Linked DNA regions of Mus musculus: region 1 is linked to region 2. A link is a contact called in public HiChIP or PLAC-seq data. All regions are on one chromosome and are shown on one strand. Each heading gives the region's core, a stretch centred on a gene start, on an enhancer-like site or on the middle of the called end of the contact. The rest is flanking DNA. Distances are from core to core; before and after follow the strand shown.

Region 1 (6,692 bases), core at 2,333-4,832, 330 kb before region 2:
AGTGAAAACCAACTAAAAACCTTTCCAAATATAAAAAAAAAAGGTCCCTGATCTAGTCTAAGCAACAAACTCTGCACTGTTAGCCAGTCAGGGAAGCTTCAGGCCTCTAGGAAAGTTAGACTAGAATAGTTAGACCACACACTGAAAACCTCAGGCTGAATCCTAAGCCTCGGCCTCTTCTTCACCATACTCATGGTCGGGTCCTCTGACTGGGCCTAGCTAAACTCAAGATACCTCACCTCACCACGGTATACCCGTCTACCCCAACTCAATATGTTGTTTTTCAGAGAGAGCATGATTAATTTTAGCAATCTCCTATTCCTCTAAACTTGGAAATAAGCAAAATGTTCTTTAAGTATCATAGCGGCTTTATGGTTATAAGATTCAAGTACATACTCCAGAGTAGCTTTGATTCTTAGAACCTGTGCTAGCATGCTAGCACTGAGTATGTGGTGTACCCACACATACATTATTTGTGTATTTAGAATAAATACACATGTATTTCTCCTATTTTATACATTCTGGGACATAACTCAACTACATCAACTCATTAAGAAAACACTCTCGGGATGGCGGGATGGCTCAGCGGGTAAGAGCACTGACTGCTTTTCCAAAGGTCCTGAGTTCAATTCCCAGCAACCACATAGTGGCTCACAACCACCCATAATGAGATCTGATGCCTTCTTCTGGTGTGAAGGCAGCTACAGTGTACTTATTTATAATAAATAAATAAATCTTTGAGCCGGAGCGAGCAGGGCTGACTGAAGCAAGCAGAGGTCCAAAATTCAATTCCCAACAACCACATGAAGGCTCAGAACTATCTGTACAGCTACAGTGTACTCATATACATAAAATAATGAAAAAAATTCTCTAATTCTTTCTTCTTATGGTCATGTTACTGGTCCTTCCTATAGTTTGTGGACTGCTTGGTCAGAACATAACTTCCTGATAGAAGAACTTTCTTTGGGAGTGGGGAGGGGGGTTGCAGTATACGGAATTGAACCCAGGGTGTTATGCAAGCAAGGCAAGTACTCTGCCACTGAGCCACAGCCTTGCTGACTTTGGAGCCTTTTATATTTCAGGATTAGGGATGCTCAACTGGCAATGATAAAATGCTTGGTGGGAGTTGTTGGCCTAGAACCTGGGGCCTCACGCATGCTAGGTCAGGATGCTACCACTGAGATCCGTCCCCACCCAAGACCACCCTTACAACGGCTTCCAAGAAATCATTCCATTCTCCTTATTGGACTTGCAACCATAAAAATTAAAGGACCCAAAATTTGTTCTTCTTCCAAGGTGGCCTTTCATAGCTCACCATCTATTCCGCTAGTAATGTTTCACACACAGTGAGTAAAACACCCACTCCCAGATGCCTCGTGGCTCTGTTTAATAGTTAATGGATGCTCTCTATAGCTGTACAGTTTTCTGCCGCGGTTGGATGTTAACATGTAAAAGGGAAGTGAATGATTATTCTCCAAACCACAACAGCAAACCCTTGGTCCCAAATAGAACCTCCAGCTGTAACTTTCTGCATGCTCAGGCCCAATGCTGATTTACCAAGTGGAACTCAGCAGGAGCCAGCTCTGCAGATCAAGATCTCCTCTGCCTGTAAGGGCCAAGTCACTGCTGGCCCGTAGGGTCATTTCTACCATCATCTGCCTTATCTTGACAGCTCGTGTGGAAAGCGCTAGCGAGCCTCTCAGTTGCGCTCTCTCGTTAAAGCAAAACTCTCATTCCAGATATAGTTTATATGCTGTCAGCAAGCAGTAACGACATGGAAATATTTTTTTTTAAATGAATCAATCATGCTTCTTTCTAGAGCACTGTAATGACCAACGTGAAGCTTTTCAGGCTTTATGATGTTTATATTAATTTATCTCATAAAAAAATAACCAGGTAACATTTCATACCTATTAGGACAGCTACCATTATAAAAATCATTTCTGTAAGGATGCAGAGAAGTTAGGATCAGTGAATAATGGGGATATAATTATTATAGAAGAGTACAGGAAGGCTTGAAAGTTAAACAGACACACTGTGCGGCTGGTTTTATATCAACTTGACAGAAGCAAAAGTTGTCTGAAAGGAGGGAACTTTGATTGAGAAAATGTCTCCATAAGACTGGGCTATATGCAAGCCTATAGGGCATTTTCTTCATTAGTGATTGATGGGGGGCCCAGCCCATTGTGGGCGGTGCTATCCCTAGGCCAGTCATCATGGTTTCTATAAGAAAGCAGGCTGAGCAAGCCATGGGTTGCAAGCCTGTAAGCAGCACCCCTCCATATCACCTTGGGCCTCCAGGTTCCTGCCCTGTTTGACTTCCTATCCTGGCTTCCTTCAATAATTAACCTTGATGTGGAAGTATAAACCAAATAAACCCTTTCGTCCCCAAATTGCTTTGGATATGGTGTTTCACCACAGCAACAGAAACCCATATGAACACTCACCATATGAAGTAGCAAATTCACTAACTCTAAAGAATGGAAAGCAGAAACCTGAACAGATGTGTGTATACCAAAATTCTTAGCACTACTGCTCACACAGGAAAAGGCCAAAAGAACTGGAATGTCCAGTGATGAATAAATGAATCAACTGATAGAATATTATTCAGCCAAAGAAAGAAATAGGATCCTGACATGTATAAAATGAGCAAACCCAGAAGATGCAATGCTAAGTGAAAGAAACCAAAACCAAGAAACCAAATCCTACTGATTCCACTATACAGGGTACCTAGATTAACTCAAATTGTAGAATCAGAAAGGGAGAAAGCTCAGTGGTAAGAGACCTCAGTAAGTCACTGAACCTCCAATCAAAGCAGGGCACGCTGCTCGGGCCTCTAACTCCTGCACAGGGAACAGAGACAAATAGACTCTCAGCACTTACCAGCCGGACTAATCCAGCCAAAACCAGCTCTGGTTCAGTGAGAAATCCTGTCTGAAGTCAACAAGGCAGAGAAAGTCAAAGGAAAACAGCCATGTCCCTGCTCTGGCTTCTACACACACAGGCACACATATGTATACATTCACACACCACAAATTACCCCAACACACACACACACACACACACACACACACACACACACACACACACACAGAGGAAAACACAAAGTAGAACGGTGGCTGCCTGGGGCTGTGGCAAGTTACAAGGGGGAGAGAGCTGTGACTCAGGAAGATGAAAGGAGAGCAGTGGGAACCTTACTCAAGAACCAGACTCTAAAAAAAAAAAAAAGGTGAAAACGATACATTGTATATCTGGGTATACTTTTCCCCACAATTACTTAGAAAAAGAAGAAATAGATCTAAATGTCAATATAGTTTTTCTTTATAGAATTACAGTTTGTGACACGTATTCGAGATACATAAGAAATGATCATGCCTTTGTTTCTACAATTGGATAATTTAAATCATATGACAATATCAAAAACCATACACCTACAAAATAGAATTAGATGCAAAGTGAAGAAAAAGGGCACACAATACTTCTTCCCAGATTCCTCCATAGGAGTCCTGACCACTCACTACCACCCTATCTGCTGCCCCTCCCTGATGACCAGGGCCAGACTTCACCCTAGCCTGAACAGTTCTCACCCAAGAGAGCTCCTTCCTCTTCTGAGAGGGTAGCTGCAGGTAGCGCCTGCCTGGTAGTCAGACAGTGGATCCGGGGCTTGCAATACCCGAGTTTATCCCTAGATGGCTCTAACCTCTCAATTTATTTATAAAATTATAAATAATTTTACTTTTTCTTCACACCATGATGAAGTTAAAATTGACAGTATCTTTTAAAAACCTCTAAGCACTGTTTCCCACAATTACTTAGGAAAAAAAGAGAGAGAGAAACTAGGTCTAAATGTCAATATAGTTTTTCTTTACCGAATTATAGTTTGTGACAAGTATTCTAGATACACAAGATGATCATGCCTTTGTTTCTACAATCAGATAATTTAAATCATGTGACAATCTCAAAAACCATACACCTAGATAGAAAGGCTTACTACCAAACAGTAACTCTTACTATCAAATAAATCCTGCAAATGGTGACATTTCATAAGCATCTAGAAACTGTAGTTAAGATTGTCACCATGGTTTTGGGGTTTTGGTTTTTATTCCTCCCCACTCACTTCTCAATCAGGACCCGTTTTCTGCTCTCCTCCATTAAAACTGCCCTGGCAGAACTGCAGGTGACTCTCTACTAGAAAACATGGTAAACTTCTTAGGTCTCCTTTCACTAGATCTCTGTGGTGTTCAATCTGAAAGACCCACCATTCTCACACAGCTCAGTAAATGTTGGACCACATGCATTCCTAACCTCTTTATTCCTCCCAGGGTGTCTTGGAGGAGAGATGGCAAGAGGGGGTGTGGGTCCTTAGCTTTGTCTCCATCATGCCCAGGAAAGATTCTTGTCACACAGAACACATCCACTGCACGATGTGAGGTCGTCTATGATCCCTCTGACATGGCCCTACAGAGTAGTGCCACAAGCACTCCCACCCAAGGCCTTGGTGCTACACGCTAAAAGTGCCCCCTACTCACCCTCTATCCTTTCGCAGAGCTTGTGCAGGCCTTGCAAGGGGCAGCCCTCACAGAGCTGGGCTGGTGCCTTAGCCGTCTGCTGCACCGCAGCTACCGTGAAAGCCTGCTTCAGAGTCATCATGATCTCGTCAACCTGCACAGAGGAGCCAAGGGTCAACAGCAAGTCAGCTGGGCCGACCGACCGGCTGACCGACGGCGGCAGCAAGCTCACAGGACAGACTTTGTGTGGTAAATTGTTTTTTCTGGGCTATTTTTCACAGACTGACAGGAAATAGTGGAAATAATTGCTAGGGTTGCTTTTTGTTGTCAGAGGATGACTCCTCTAGCGTCAGCACTCTTAAAACAGGTGAGACACAAGGTAAGAACATTGTAACTGAGTATAGAGCAAGGGCCTCCGGTCCAAAGTCCACAGGAGTTCCTTTTCTACCTACCTACCTTCCTTCCTCTCTCTCTCTTTTTCTTCTTTCTTCCTCTTTTCCTTTCCTTTCCTTTCTCTTTCCTTCCTTCCTTCTTTCCTCACAACAGAGGGTCATGAACTTGCTGGACAGCTCTAAAGCTTCCAGTCTTCCTACCTCCAGCCTACATACTGGGACTTACAAGAACAGGGCTACCACACTCGGGTAAAATGAATGCATTAGAACTCTAAATGCAGCATTAGAGCAGAGGGTGAAAGCAAGCGTATCTTTCAAAAATATTGAAATTTAAAATGAAAATGCAAATGAGTCTCTCGGATGCGTAGCAGAAAGGTATTAGTCACGAGTGGATAATTAAGGCAAATACTGCTCTATCAGCAAGGCTCTCCAGCTTTGACCAGCCTGGAAGACTCAGCAGGATTGAAATTGCTCACAAGGTTTGCAGTGGGCAGTGTCGTCCTCTTACCAGAGCTTCATTTGTGCACTGGAACACGTAACAGACAAAATGAAAGCCGCCACTGCCGCCACCCGAGCACTCTCGGCAGATGAATCCAAAGTGGTCCACATGTCTGATGCCCTGTGGAGAAGGGGGGACGTTGTACTGAGCACTGCTGTGCTGGCTGAAGACAGCCCCTGGTGACGCTGCCCATTTATAGAGCACTGAGCACATATCTTCAAATGATGATTAGCATCATAGCAAAATATCACTTTGATCATGCGAGAGTCAAGGTTTGCACATTCAAGTCCGAATGCTCACTTTAGTACTAAAAGATATGCAGAGTAGCTGACAGAAAAACTAGAACTTTGGGGAGGTGGTACAGGAGGAACACTAAGGTGTAAACACTAAAAATAAAAATCAACAGCACACAAGAGATTAACACACACATTCACAACCAAGACATAGGAACAATATGTATACACAATTCACATATATAAAGGTTAAAAACAAATCAAAATGCATTTGTACTAAAATTGCAAGCCAATAGTAAACGGAACTGCATGAAGAATGAGCAAAAAATGACTTATAAATCCAGAAGAGCAGCTTCGAAAACTTGGAAACAAAGGTGAGAACTCTGCCAATGCCCCACAAGCTCTTCTTAACACACAAACATGACTTAAATTTGCCAGGAACAGATGCTGAGAGACAGCCTTGGTTGCTGCCTCACAAATCTACCAGAACAACTGTGCAGGGTCTCTTTAACTTTTTTAGACTTATTTAATGTGAATGAGTATCTTGCCTCTATGTACATATGTGTACTGTGTGCACGCCTGGTGCCAGTGGACACTGAAGTGGAATGAGACACAGTTATAAACCCCCATGTGAGTGCTGGAATAGAACCTGGGCCCTCAGCAAAGCAGCACGTGCTCTCCAACAGTAAGCCTAGCTCCAGCACCAACCATTAGCTGTCACTGTCAACTGAGGTAATGGAGAGTCACCTGGGAGAAAGGCCTCTGAGAGTATCGGTGGGGATTTTATTACATCACTTGAGCTGAGTAGACCCACGCTGAATGTGGATGGCGCATGGCCACACCCTGGACTGAACAAGAAAGAGAGGAAGCTGAGCACCTGCATGCACGTGTCCACGGTGACTTCCCCCACTATAACTATCAATGTATCAAGCCTCTGAAAGCATCACCACGCAGAAATGTGGGTGCTAGTAACTTAGGCTGAGATGATCTGACCAACCTCACTTCTTTAAGACAGACTAAAGCACCACACGGCTCTAAAAAAGACAAAGGTCTCCCAGTG
Region 2 (6,774 bases), core at 4,074-6,573:
AACTCTTGCATGTGTATTCTGTGCAGTCTAAAACCCTGTGCCTCCTAATCCTCTCTTAAGAGATCTCATAGTTCAGGAGGTGACTTAGACTGTGTCAGCTCGAGCCTATGCTCGCACCCTTTATCCCCCTCTATCGGGATCCCCAGACCTGTGTACAGCTCGTAGCCTTTGAAGCACAAAACTTTGATGTAATGGAAATATTCCCAGAGCTTTGTCGCCATCACCTAACAGAGCCGTGTGTGTCCCTCTCTGTAGACAACACTGGTAGCCACACGTTACACTCCCGAGCAGAGACCACTCCATCGTCACCCACCAACAACCCTGGGAATGGACACCCGGAATACATCGCGTACGTGCTCGTCCCTGTGTTCTTCGTCATGGGTCTCCTTGGTGTCCTCATCTGTCACTTACTTAAGAAGAAAGGCTACCGGTGTACAACAGAGGCGGAACAGGAAGTCGAAGAGGAAAAGGTGGAAAAGATAGGTAAGTAACCTCTGCTTTAAAAGGAAATGGCTTGAGGAGTGGGTTCTAAGTGGAAAAAACAAAACTTCATATATAATCCATTTCTTTATGAGGAAAACTATTTTCTGCAGTAATCAGAGTTTGAAACCTTGCCTGCATTTATTGAATGCTTGCTGAGGGTTTACTTCAGAGCCTGGTAGCCCGGGACTGTTATTTGTATGGTATATATTTATTTCTAATTGTATTGACAGTGAATTTAATGAGGGTACCTTCTCTCCACTTTGAAGGGTTAATGTGAAATTTTGAGACAAGGTGTTTTGGTGATTGGCACTTACTCATAAGCCTAATCCTTGCTGTTACTTATTGAATCAAGATTCTAATAAGAACGGTAGGGACGTGAAACGGGTCTCATCGGGTTTGCTGTGTTAAGTATCACTGGAGGAGTTCTCATTGAAGTCCATGTGACTGAACTGTATATTATTAATGAATAGATGTTTGTCATAGTTCGGTAGAGCTGCAGCAAGAACTGGTGCTTCCATGTGAGTGTCAGGGCGCTCATCTTTCCCTCTGCACATATGTTGATAGCTTGTGGTGGGGTCACCTCCATCCACAGCATGTCTTCCTCACTGATATTCCTATCCAGTCCTGCCTGAGGGAGGTTTCCTGATGGGTCCCAGGACTGGCAGCTCACTCTTCATCCAGCTCAGCCCCTCTGTGCCATCTTTGCAGGGAGGTGACATTTGGAGTAGGTCACCCATGGAGCCTACCGGCAGGGAAGGTTTCTCAGTGGTGGCTTGCCAGCTTGCTGGACTGTTGGTTTTTCCACCCCCACTGACCTTTGAGGCTGGGGAACATGGGTGAACAGGATGAGTCACGCTCAGCGAATGAGCAAACCGGCCTTGAGTGTTTGTCAACAGAGCAGGGCCTCCCCCGCTGTTCCTTCTAACCCACGAAGCAGGCTGGCTCAGGCTGGCTCAGGCATCAGCCCCCACTGTGACTGTCCAAACATCTATAGGTCATAGGGGAGAAGCCTCCCTTGGGGTGCAGAGGACACTCCTGCAGGTACATGGGTGTGCTGTTGTCCCAGTCTGTACAATGTCTCAATCCAGTCTCAGCTGGTCCTGCTAAATAAATTATACAGATCGGTTTCCAAATGGAGGCTTGCCCCTCTTTCTCCGCCTGACTTGGCTGTCACGTGCTGGGTCCCCAAAGTAAACTGAGTCTGTAAACAAATAACCAGTGCCCAAATTTAGCTACCTTGTTTCAAAGGAAAAGAGAGTTTTATAAACATGGATGAATACTTAGTACTTACTTGTTCAGTTGAAACCATTAATCAGTAGGCCAGTTGTATACAGCATGTCTGAGATTCGATAAAACCTTTTCGTGATCCTTCTTCTTGTTTCTCCAGAGGGTTGAAGGTAATAAGGAAAGATAGGAGAACGTGGGGGCAGAGATACATGCACTCCTGTAGTGTCATGCAAAGCAAGGGGATGCTGGACAGTCCTGCGCCTTTTCTGTTTAATTTATAAATGCGTGTTCAGCCCAGGAATTCAAAAACGTGTGGCATCGGGAAGGTGGGGCTGAAGGATTAAAGCTAGACTCTTTGCACTGTGTGAGGGTGCTTAAACTTTCTGGAAGGTATTCGGCGAGGCCTTAGGCTCTCAGATAAATGTCTAGTTGACTTGTTGCAGGTGATGGATCGTAACGCCGCTCTGTCCTCTTTCTCTCTTAGAGTTGAATGACAGTATAAATGAGAACAGTGACACGGTCGGCCAGATTGTCCAGTACATTATGAAAAATGAAGGTAAGGATATCTTCGTGCTTTGGGGCATCTCAGTGTTATTTAAAAATCTCCTTAGAGTCAGAATTTGAATGGCTTCGCAGGGCTTTTACCTGAACTCTGTAACTCCTCAGCTTTTAGCACTGTCACAACAGGAGAGGTTGCCTTGGTGGTGTTTGGTGGCTTCAGCACAGCAAAGGGCCAGGAAGGTCGATAGCTTCTAGGCTGTGTATCACGTGACTTTATAAAGCCTCAGCTTCCTCCTATGGAGTGAGAGTTACATTACACAACTGTGTAGGGTAGCACAAGCGATGTGCTGGGAGTCATAAGGACTCACATCTTAGCTGGTTCTTGTGTTTCACATTTAAGGACATGAGTTTGAACTGGGAAGAAATTGAGGCATCCTGGTAAGAACTGGGGAGTGACGGCCAGGGCCCACGTGCCTGTAACACCAGCCAATGGGTGAACTGCAGGTTCAGTGAGAGAGCCTGTCTCCAAATAGGAGGAGAGTGATTGAGGAAGATGCCCACATGGACCTCTGCCCTCTGTGTGCACGCATATGAATATTCTCTCACGCATCACACACACACACACACACACACTTACTTTTGCCAGTTTAACCGCTTGGCCATTTGGAAGGGGGGAGTTGGGTAGCATCCGTGTCCTTTCTAAGAGCTACACCAGTGTCAGCGTATTCCAGAACTTCCTCGGCACCCCACTCTGAAAGATAGCTGCTTCTCTCCCTGTTCCTTCCTCCCCAAACCACCTGCAAAGGTGCTTTGCTTTCTGCCTCTATGTTTGTATCTTCTAGGCTATCCAGTATTAAATGTGGATAGAGCTTAAGCATTAGGGCTTAAGTATCTTTTTTTTTTTTATATATAGTTTCTTTTTTGAGATAGGGTCTCATGTGGTCCAGCCTGGCTTTGAACTCGGTATATAGCCAAGGATGGTCCTGAACCTCTGGTCCACCTCCCCTTATCTCCTAAATGTTGGGATTATAGGCATGCGCCACTATGCTCAGCCTATGAAATGTATTTTAAGGCAACTTTTTAAGAGAAGGATCCAATTGTTACTAAATGAATTAGGGTCTTTGTTCTGGAGGCTGAGGGTTGTCTTAATAGGATGATGTTTTCTGTTGCTATAACTGAGTACCCCAAGCTTGACGAGCTATAAAGAACAGAAGTTTATTTAGCTCATGGTTCTAGAGGCTGACAAGTCGACGTGTGGGGCCAGCATCTGCTTGGCACCTGGAGAGGGCCTTCACTGCTACGTTCTGAGCTGGAAACGTGACGAGACAGAGCAGTCATGTCAGAAAGAATCTGCTTTTATGAAAAAAACCACTCTCTCAGTAATCCACGAATCTAAGAATCCATGAGCAGGCCAGTGACCCAGTCACCCCAAGGCGACTCCAAATGCCAACAGAATGACTTTGGGGAGTAATGTTTCTGACACGTGAGTGAATTTTAGGACACACCCAAACCAGAACAGAAACTTGGTTCTTCGTGCTTTATCAGGTCTGTGGTACTCCTTACCCCATCTGCTGAAGTGCTACAGTGTCCACTTCTGTTGGCAGATGCCACCGTCCCATCACCAGCCTCTCTCTGGGACCTTGGTCCCCACACCGCTCAGCGAGAGCATCCACCTGGCCCCAGACTGAGAGCTGCACCTGTTTCCCAGCTGTGCTTTGTGTCCTTAGAACCAGCTTTATGAGAAACTGGTGTTCTACTCAGCTTGGAAGTGAAGGAAGGGAGACGCCAAGGGCTTTAGGTCCACGCGCTTCAAGCCTTCTGTCTAGTTCTAAACATTGTCCTGCTTTCAGCTTTGCAATGATATTTCTCTCTTTCAGTTTTGATAGTTTGCAAAAAAAAAATGAATGAATAAATAAACTTAGTAGAATGGTTTTTAGATAAGAACAAAAAGACAAGAACACTTGGGCGTGGGCCTGTTTTTCAGAGATTTCCCATCAGGGCATGGGATTGGCAGTACTGAATCCCAGCACACTAGTTACAACCTAGAGTGTTTTCAGGTTGACTCTGAGGCTAAAATTCGCCACTGTATGCAACAAGCACCTCGTTACCCCACCTTGTATTCCATAGTTCGCGCAACCTCAAACTTGATTTCAATTTAGACTTCACTGTTATTTTCCCAAACTGGCACTCTATATTTACAAATTATAACTGCACTCTGAACTTTTTAAAAGGAATTAAAAAGGAATAAGATGAAGCACACGCTCTCTATTAACATCTTCCTAGGCTCTCTGTTAACCCACAACATTTAGTTTTAATCATTTGTGTTATTGACATACAAGCAGTCTCCTGCATTGTGTTTTTAACTTGCCAGATGGGTAATTTAATTTGTCAGATGTAGTCATGATTTTTTTTAATGAAGTGAACATTGAGGTTTATTAGAATTTTAATATAGATTTAAGCCAGAAGGGGGACAACAGAATCAGACTGAAGGACAGGACAGTGGTACACACTTAGAATGACAAGCTGGCTTCCCAAGGTGACGTTCTTGCTTTGGGTTGAAGTATGTGCCTTTCCTTTTCTAAATCAATTTTAGCTTAGGTCGCTGTCCTTTGGGGTTTGGAGACAGTAGCTGATCTGCTGGGCAGGCACGTTTTGTGGCGGTGTGCTGTCTCACTGAGTATTTCTGAAAGATGTATTCCCGTGGGGGCTGGGAATCAGAGGACCTCTCTGCAAGAGCAGCATGCGCTCTAACCACTGAGCCATCTCTCTAGCCCGTGCTGTGCTTCCAATATAGGATGTGTGCAGATTTCCAACCCAAGCAGTTCTTCACGTCTGACGCCAGCTCCATGCGTGTCTAATTCACTTCTGACTCTGCCAGGGAGTTAGTGTGGTCTACCGCAGGCAAAGGGCTCAGCTTCACAAGGCTGGCCGGCTTTGCCTGGCCCCTCTGTTCCTCTAACGTGCACACTGAGAATCTGAGAATCCCCCAGTCCCTTCCTCGGGTTTGCTAGAATGGCTCCCAGAAGGCCGGGATATGCTATTACATTCAGTGCTTTGTTAAAGGGGAACACCTAGAGGCGGGGAGCCAGGCATTGGGTTAGTGCCAGAGTTGTTATCCTCTAATCACACTGGGCGGGCCTTTCTGATTACTGGCTCCGCCCTGACTCACCTTGTTATCCTAGACTGAGTTTTACCAAGTGGCTCATTATGAATGACAAAAGACACTCCTATCTGACTCCGGAAGTTTCACTAGGGAAATTCTTCGGGTTTTTCAGAGCTCTTTTACACACCCACACACTTTTCTTCTTAATCCGGAGACCTGGAACTACCCCAGTGCTATCCCGAGTTTACCTTTCTCTACAGAGCCAAACTGAGGAGTGTTTGTGTGGTCAGTGGGGGTTTCCTAGCATTGTGTAGGAGTTTGGAGAGCATCAAGGATAGTAAATAATTTCTCATTTTACTTAACGGGCACTCGTCATAATATATAGGGAATTGTTTTCTCAGGTAAGTTTATACAGTTTTCTTTTGAATGCTTATCACTATAAAAGTCTGTTACAGCCAGCATGACCTCATTCCCTTTGTTGTTGTTTCCTCTCTGGTCACATTTGGTAAACTATGGGGACGTACACACTGGCCATTTCCTGTGTATTTTACAGAAATCGCATGTGAGACTATACTTCTTTATTAGTTCATCTTCTGTTAATTCATAATGGAATATACAGAGCTAGTGCTTTTTAAAAGCAGAGTAGTTTGCTGTAGCTCACAGTTTGGAGGATGGAGGTCCAAGATCAGGTAGCCTCATTGATTTGGACTCTGGAGTGAGGGTCCACCTGGTTGGGTCACATCTTAGTGGATAACAACATGTCGGGAGCATGGGGGAAAGGCAAAGAACACATGGTGACCAGGAAGCCAGAGAGAGTGGCTCTCTCCTTGTGGAGGCTAAGACTCAAATGCAGGGACTCCTGCGTACGCTCTGCTGCTGAGCTATAGCCCCAGTCCTCTCACTTTTATACCAACCCTTTCCTGGGAATGAAGGCTGAGAGAGAGTATCCCAAGAGCTGTCTGACTTCTGAGGCCGTGTTCCAGTAACCTCATCACCTTCCCTGGATTCAGAAGGTTGGACCATTTCTCATAGCTCCTCCTCCCATGAGGCCAGTTTGCTGCCATCCAGTACCAGACTTGAGGGAGAGTGGCATCAAAAGGGTGCCAAGCCAAGCATAGCGATGACAGCACGGACAGAAGTGGTAATGGGGGTTTTAACACAGGAATCTTTGGGGCACCAAAGCACATGGAAATCAAAGCAACATACCAACCTATTATCTGAAAGAAAATTCTTTTCCTGAATCCCCAATATCAGTCAAACATGAAAGTGACATGTATCACAAGATTATGAAGTGTGTCAGAGTCAATGTGTCATTTTTTGTTGTATGGGGGGGATATTATAGATCTAATTCAGGGCTTTTTTTTTTTTTCCCCTTAAATAACAAAAACATTTGGTTTTATAATAAAAACTCATGTTTGGCAGTTCATTTGGACACCCTCACCATTGTGAAGGGCAAAAAA

What was found. HiChIP or PLAC-seq counts read pairs in DNA pulled down with a chosen protein or histone mark.
Region 1: a contact with region 2 is called in an H3K27ac HiChIP or PLAC-seq map of embryonic stem cells, with 5 read pairs. The contact joins two enhancer-like sites. A contact is called at or near these places in 18 of 39 promoter capture datasets (the 3T3-L1 cell line, 3T3-L1-derived adipocytes, the C10 cell line and 11 more), 1 of 15 datasets of contacts at CTCF or cohesin (the NIH/3T3 cell line), 1 of 484 Hi-C or Micro-C datasets (tail fibroblasts), 2 of 115 datasets of contacts at active chromatin or transcription factors (bone marrow-derived macrophages and embryonic stem cells) and 2 of 9 other capture datasets (adipose tissue and liver).

What each region holds. Positions count from the first base shown.
Region 1 is chr5:64,262,296-64,268,987 of GRCm38.p6, reverse strand. It overlaps Tbc1d1 (TBC1 domain family, member 1), which reads right to left. Exons shown (of 22, transcript NM_001310611.1): 5 at 5,409-5,519; 6 at 4,530-4,662. Among named protein-coding and RNA genes, the nearest start is that of Gm38634, 8.5 kb to the right of the region's middle. Within about 2 kb of position 3,582, at least 24 of the 459 cell types and tissues checked have an H3K27ac peak or open chromatin away from gene starts, as enhancers often do. A contact at or near this core is called in embryonic stem cells, where this site is marked.
Region 2 is chr5:63,931,515-63,938,288 of GRCm38.p6, reverse strand. Rell1 (RELT-like 1) reads left to right here. Exons shown (of 7, transcript NM_145923.4): 2 at 256-483; 3 at 2,195-2,266. Among named protein-coding and RNA genes, the nearest start is that of Rell1, 34 kb to the left of the region's middle. Within about 2 kb of position 5,323, at least 51 of the 459 cell types and tissues checked have an H3K27ac peak or open chromatin away from gene starts, as enhancers often do. A contact at or near this core is called in embryonic stem cells, where this site is marked.